Linked DNA regions of Bombyx mori: region 1 is linked to region 2. Evidence: chromatin contacts called from public Hi-C data. All regions are on one chromosome and are shown on one strand. Each heading gives the region's core, a stretch centred on a gene start, on an enhancer-like site or on the middle of the called end of the contact. The rest is flanking DNA. Distances are from core to core; before and after follow the strand shown.

What was found. A called contact is a pair of places that touch in the nucleus more often than the background predicts.
Region 1: a contact with region 2 is called in a Hi-C map of middle silk gland, with 2.9 times the contacts expected there. The contact joins two enhancer-like sites. A contact is called at or near these places in 5 of 7 Hi-C or Micro-C datasets (middle silk gland, midgut, posterior silk gland and 1 more).

Annotation. Positions count from the first base shown.
Region 1 is chr21:9,472,810-9,475,773 of ASM3026992v2, reverse strand. No RefSeq gene overlaps it. Among protein-coding and RNA genes, the nearest start is that of Gro, 14 kb to the right of the region's middle. Within about 2 kb of position 1,278, at least 7 of the 8 cell types and tissues checked have open chromatin away from gene starts, as enhancers often do.
Region 2 is chr21:9,425,332-9,428,371 of ASM3026992v2, reverse strand. All of the region lies in intron 5 of Gro (groucho), which reads left to right. Among protein-coding and RNA genes, the nearest start is that of Gro, 33 kb to the left of the region's middle. Within about 2 kb of position 1,376, at least 5 of the 8 cell types and tissues checked have open chromatin away from gene starts, as enhancers often do.

The sequences.
Region 1 (2,964 bases), core at 29-2,528, 48 kb before region 2:
ACTTAATGAGTTGTGAATCTCACCCAATTGGTTTTAAAGCTTTGATATAACGCCGACACAAGTAGTACCTACGAACTATGTCAAAATCTAACATTTCAGCTATTTAAATATGTCTTTGATTAGTGGAACAGCTAATCTTATTATTCCACGTGTAATTACTTGATACTTTGTGGAATGATCCTAAAAAGTATTAATTATCTAAACTGTTGTCACTTGTAAATATTTTTCGTTAATAAATACTAAAATAGGACGATATTTATTAATTATTTATTTGTATTAAGTTAAATAATTAACTAAGTCCTTGCATTATTCTAATTAAAAATATATTAACGTATTTCTCGCTCCTATACCTACCTACCTACACGAATAGTTTTCCTTAAAGATTATTAATTTAATGAGATATGTTATTGAATTTGTAGTACAAAATTTTATAATAATATCCAAATTAATTACATTTGAATATTTATCAAAGAGACCGCAACACGGTTGCAATGTTAATACAAACACCCGTAGGACTTCAGGGAAAACTATTTTAGGACTATTGAGTACGTACGTTCGTTTCCTTGAAATTAATTTATGTTTACTTTGCAATTATTGGAAATGTTTATTTAATTTAATTTATAACATCAACGTGCACCTATTATGTAGGTACACGAAATGTACCTATACTAAGTAATTTAAACCTTATTTCCAGTAGATAAGGCTACAAAGTTTTCGATCTAAAAAAGTCTATAGATTTAAGGCCGAATTTCTTTAGAAAAAGCGGTTCGTAGATACTTATACATATATTGGGAATTTTATAGCTTGTTACCTACTATGTAATTTAAATCTTATTTCCAGTAGGTTAGACCACAAAGTTTTTGATCTTAAAACAAATCTATAGATTTAGGGCCAAAATTCGTTGCAAAAAGCGGTTCGTAGATAAGACTTAGGTACGTATTCGTGAATTTCATAGCTTGTTCTATATAACCTAATTTTTTTAATTAAACTATAAAAAAGTATCAAATTTTTACTGGCCATTTTAAATGATAAAGAACTTTATTGTTATGCTAACAAAGATTAATCTTTAAAAAAATATTATGACATAAATCACGTTTTACACCCCTACCTACTAGTTTTGATTTCCGCAAAAGGCGAAAGCTATGCATTCGATCCGTGTTTAATATGTAACCTGTCCAGCATCACGGGTTCCGTACGTCGTCGGGAGTACAATGAGTGATGGCGACAATTGCTTCCAATTGACACAGTTGCGCCGCCGTCAGCCCACACGCACACACATGCAGCTCGCATTGTGTTCACACAGCACTTGTTCGGTGTAACTTGGCCACTCCGTTTACATCACTCGGAGGTACATAGTATTCGAACTTTGATAAAGCGGCGCGACACGATAACCCTCTTATCGTGGCTGCTAATTACATATCGGACCTAGACGGGGCAAGGTAAAGCCGCAACAAAAATATGTCTTCCAACTTGATCCGCTCTCGTTGCTTTCAAGCTCTTCAAGCACCGGTCACTGTCCTTTTTCGACGAAGAGTTCGCCGTGTAACCTACCACATAGATAGAACCCACTGAGTTCCTCGCCGGATCTACTCAGTAGGTCGCGATTCCGATCGGATGGTAGATTTAGTCAAGTACTGCTCTTGTTAGGGCTAGTGTTAGCAATTCTCTTAGGTTGAGTCTGTGAGTTCACCTACCTGTCCGCGCGTAGTTGAAATAGCCCCTTAGGCTTACAACGATTAGGGAGAAAATAAGATTTCCTTACTATGTAGATCATAGGTCACGTAGTAATGAGACTTATCTCAAGACGTGAGGTTGAGTCTGAATTGCTTAATATCTACTCCGCCCTTAAATCTAGGCATATCTCCAATCCCACTTCTAGGCATGAAGGATTTTTCGCCGTTTCAATTAATTATTATGAGTGAGATACGTACTTAGTACTAATCGTAAAACAATAACCTAATTCAAGTAGTCGACGTCGCAATTGTACAAGTCGTGTTACATTAGCATAGAACAGATGTGCTTCGTAAACAAATACGTTATTGCACCGAATGATTCGTCATACCCACGCACGGAAAATGTTGCCATAACGACGGCCCCCAGAAAGATATATAATATAATAATAATAATAATAATGAATGAATAAGTAGTTTTATTTTATTTTATTATGTAGCGTTTTAATTACTTACCCTTAGCTTTTCGATTAAAATTTTCTATGAAGAGTACTTATTCTTAAGTTAAACAAAAAAAAAAACAGATTTGAAATAAGATTTTTTATTTTTGTGATAGTACGTATCGTTTATTTGAATGCAACCGTTAAATTCGTGTAGTTTGAAAATTAAGTAGGGACCAATGTAATATAGTCGATAGGTACTGTAGATAGATTGTAGCTAGAAAAATCTATTTTGACCTTTTCGAGCGGTTCACGGCCCATGTGGCGATAAGCGATTCGACTAACAAAATAGTGGACACATACTTAAATCTTCGGTGGGAGTCGAATATCGTTACGTCAGTTAGGTTCCACTCGGCAAACGAGGCCGAGGATTGTTTTATAAGTTTTTTAAAACATTTGCGAATATTCATATCGAATAATCAATACAATAATGAATATTCAATCGAATAACGCATATCAGATATAACGCGATTTAATTTTAACAATTTCAAATATCGTCTTTGTTAATATTAACGGTTACGTAAAAAAAAAGGAAAGTTTAATTTAAGGAATTCTCTTTAGTGTGGTAACATTGACAACACCAGCAAAGGACATACTGTTACTAATCAGTAACGTAATACAGCGTGGTTTATTTAAATACTGAATTATTTACAAGTACATACCTTATACGGTACGCTACAATATTGGTTCTGATAGACTCGCGAAATTCGAACATACTAAAACGACAAGTATTTTTGAGTACGAGTTTTAATAAGTCAATATTAATTTCGGTTATAAGAGCAGTTCGTTGACGT
Region 2 (3,040 bases), core at 127-2,626:
TCACCGGGCTGTCATTGCTCAGTAATTCGACTGTAGCTCGATTACCAAACAATTGGAAGGTCGACGCTCTTCTCAATATTAGTCAAGCGTCAACAAACACAACTATGCAATACACGTGCCTAACCTATAACATTCTTTTATATTCGAATAACACCATTACGGATAGTTTCGAAATAATGTAGGTACCTACATAATTTAAACAAATTTGTTTGCTACAAGCTGTCGCTTCTTCTGACGTACGATGTCAAGATAAAGAATGATCGGCATAAAAATATATATATTTAATTGGTGACATCGTTAATATCGCTTCGTTAAACGAATTTAAAATGAAAATACTTATACGAAACGAGCAGTGGTACGTGTAAAGTGAGTTGATTCTCTAAAAGCGCGGCTTTCAACAGGTCGCAAGTTCGACGGTCGTTAATTAAACGATCTAAGCCGCTCAAGACGGGTCGGTTGGCTTCCAGCCAAAGACGAACTATCGATAAAATTGCTACAAACTACGACCATTATAGAAAATTATTTTATTATTCTACAGTCTGGCACGTTCGCCACGAATTAACGTGTTTGTATAATTCGAATCGTTTTTTTTTTGAAATGAGCGTGGCTGAAAAACATATCAGTTCGCATCAATCTCTACGCATTTATTGTGTGACTTCACTCATTTTCTATCTCACAAACGATACTCAAACCGACAACGAAAAATGATTCGTCCTCGAATTGCGTTTCTCTAAATCATTTCACAATACTCTAATTGTATTTTTCATGCGGCAAGTGTCGTGAGGACTTCATTGCAAGCATTATTTCAATAGGCTCATTCGCAGTCCGGTGCCAAGTTGTTAGTGTGACCTATTCTCGCGATGTGTTAACGTTACCGCGTTCGGAATCCGTGAATAGGTGTGTACCGGTGACGAAAATAAATCACTTTAAAGATAATGAGGACAAAAATAAAGCGTTGGAAGTCACTCGTCGCTCATCTGTCTGCGGCTTATAGTCTCTCTCGAGTACCGTGAAGAACTGGCTGCCGGCCAACTCGATCACCGTCCCATCTACTATGTTGCTGTTTTCACATTCCGTTGTATTGACTCCGCATCAAAATTATTTGTCCCATTCATTTGACATAATATATTCTTTCTGAATTTATATTTAAATCTTTTTAGTTTTTAAGTAGTATAGATTTTACAATGCAATAATTTGAGCTCTAATTTCATGTCTTCATGGTTTATTGACAGAATCAATCTTAAGTATACCTTCTGAATAATATGGAAAACGGGAAACACTCCGCAACCTAAAGTACTAAGAGGGCCGTCGCCCTCAGCCGAGAGGATTTACGCACATGTGCGGATATAGCTCACTGAGCAGCCTTCGAGACACCGGCAAAACGTAATATCGACCTCCCCCTATAAAACACTCTAATTTAAATAAAAAAAACGGCGCCACCTTCCGTATGTCGGTCCTTTTTTATTACGAACCTTTTTTTATTTTCGGGTCAGCTCGGGATCAAAGGGGCTCTCCCCTGAGAGTGGCCGCCCGCGCTGCTACTCCTGTCTCCATCTGATTTGAGACGATTTTGTCGCCGATTTGTGAACAGAGAGCATTCGTCAATTGGGGAAAAGTTAGGCAATCTATTAAAAATCACTTAAGTATTTTTGTATATCGTTTTATATATTCATAAACGATACTTATAAAAGAAATATAAATTAAAATCAGTAAACAATACAAATTATTATTATCATAACCCAACTTCGGCGCTAAAGTACATAAAGTTTCGGTTCGATGAACTAACAGCGCATTAAAGCAGTGCGAGTCGAAAACTCGAGAGGGATAGATAACGCGAAGTATCATGCCATTGTATTCGAGCAATGTGCGTAAAGTTGTCTACGGAGCGATGCGACGGGGAGGAAAGGGAATGAAACGTTGTCATCGCAACAATATCGGCGGGTAAATCATTTCTCGTTCTGATTTTATTCCGCGCCGTCGATTCCGAGGGTGGCGCCCGACCTCAGAAGGTAATAGCTTCCAGATACCGACTCCCTCTCGTGTTCACCTATACACGAATGTTCGCATTGAAACAATATTCACGTAACTCGTACTGATCGATAAGAACGTGCGACCTCGCATGCGGATACACGGACCGATTCCGATTAATCTCATTCAGACACTTTCTTAGTAATTGGAAAGTAAAAACATCGATACGAGTGCGCGAAATACAAGCGTAAAATGTAAGTTTATACAACATTATCTTTACAGATAGGTAATCGAACATGTGCGCGCGTGTAAATATACCCGTATCTGTTTCCCCGTCGATCGCTTTATAAACAAGTGAGTCGTGAAACATTTCTATCTAGTTTACGTCGGGTCTCGCGCCCTCTGATAAAAATTACGAGGAGAATAAATCGGGGCGGCGTGGGGCCGGGGCGCGTCGAGTAACATGAATTTGTCATTTCTTCCCGGGCACGTTCACGGCCGGTGATAAATATTGCATCGCAGGCCGCCGTATCTCGCGCTTATACCAAGAGCCGCATTAACTTTTCCCCTGTCGCTTAGTTGAAGCTTCTTGTTTTTCGACGCCCCGGACTGAGTTAGGGGCCGCTCTTTCGTCACTTCCAATCAAATTATGTAATCAGTTTACGGCTCATCCGGCCCGAGAATTTTTCCTTTCATCTTAAACATTTTTCTATTGAATTACATTGTAAGCATAAATATACCTATTATTATGAGAAGAATAGAATGTCGTCGGAGCATTTCTTTCATCGTCTTATTTTGTTTTACGATCCACGTTTCTATTGTCGTAAGCATTAGATTTATGAATCGTATTTTTATAACTTCAAAGAATCGATAAACTCGTATCAAAGCAAAACAACGAATCTGTTTCCTTCAAACATAACGGCAGATCGGTTGGCATCGTACATTGTTTTATATAAAACGGGAGCGGAGTCGTAATGTGCGATTAGAAGCAATTACGCTGAAAGTGTAACATGTGTTGGCATCGCATGTTGAGTCGAAGGCTTCCCGGCTAATGGTGCGTGCGACCCTCGCT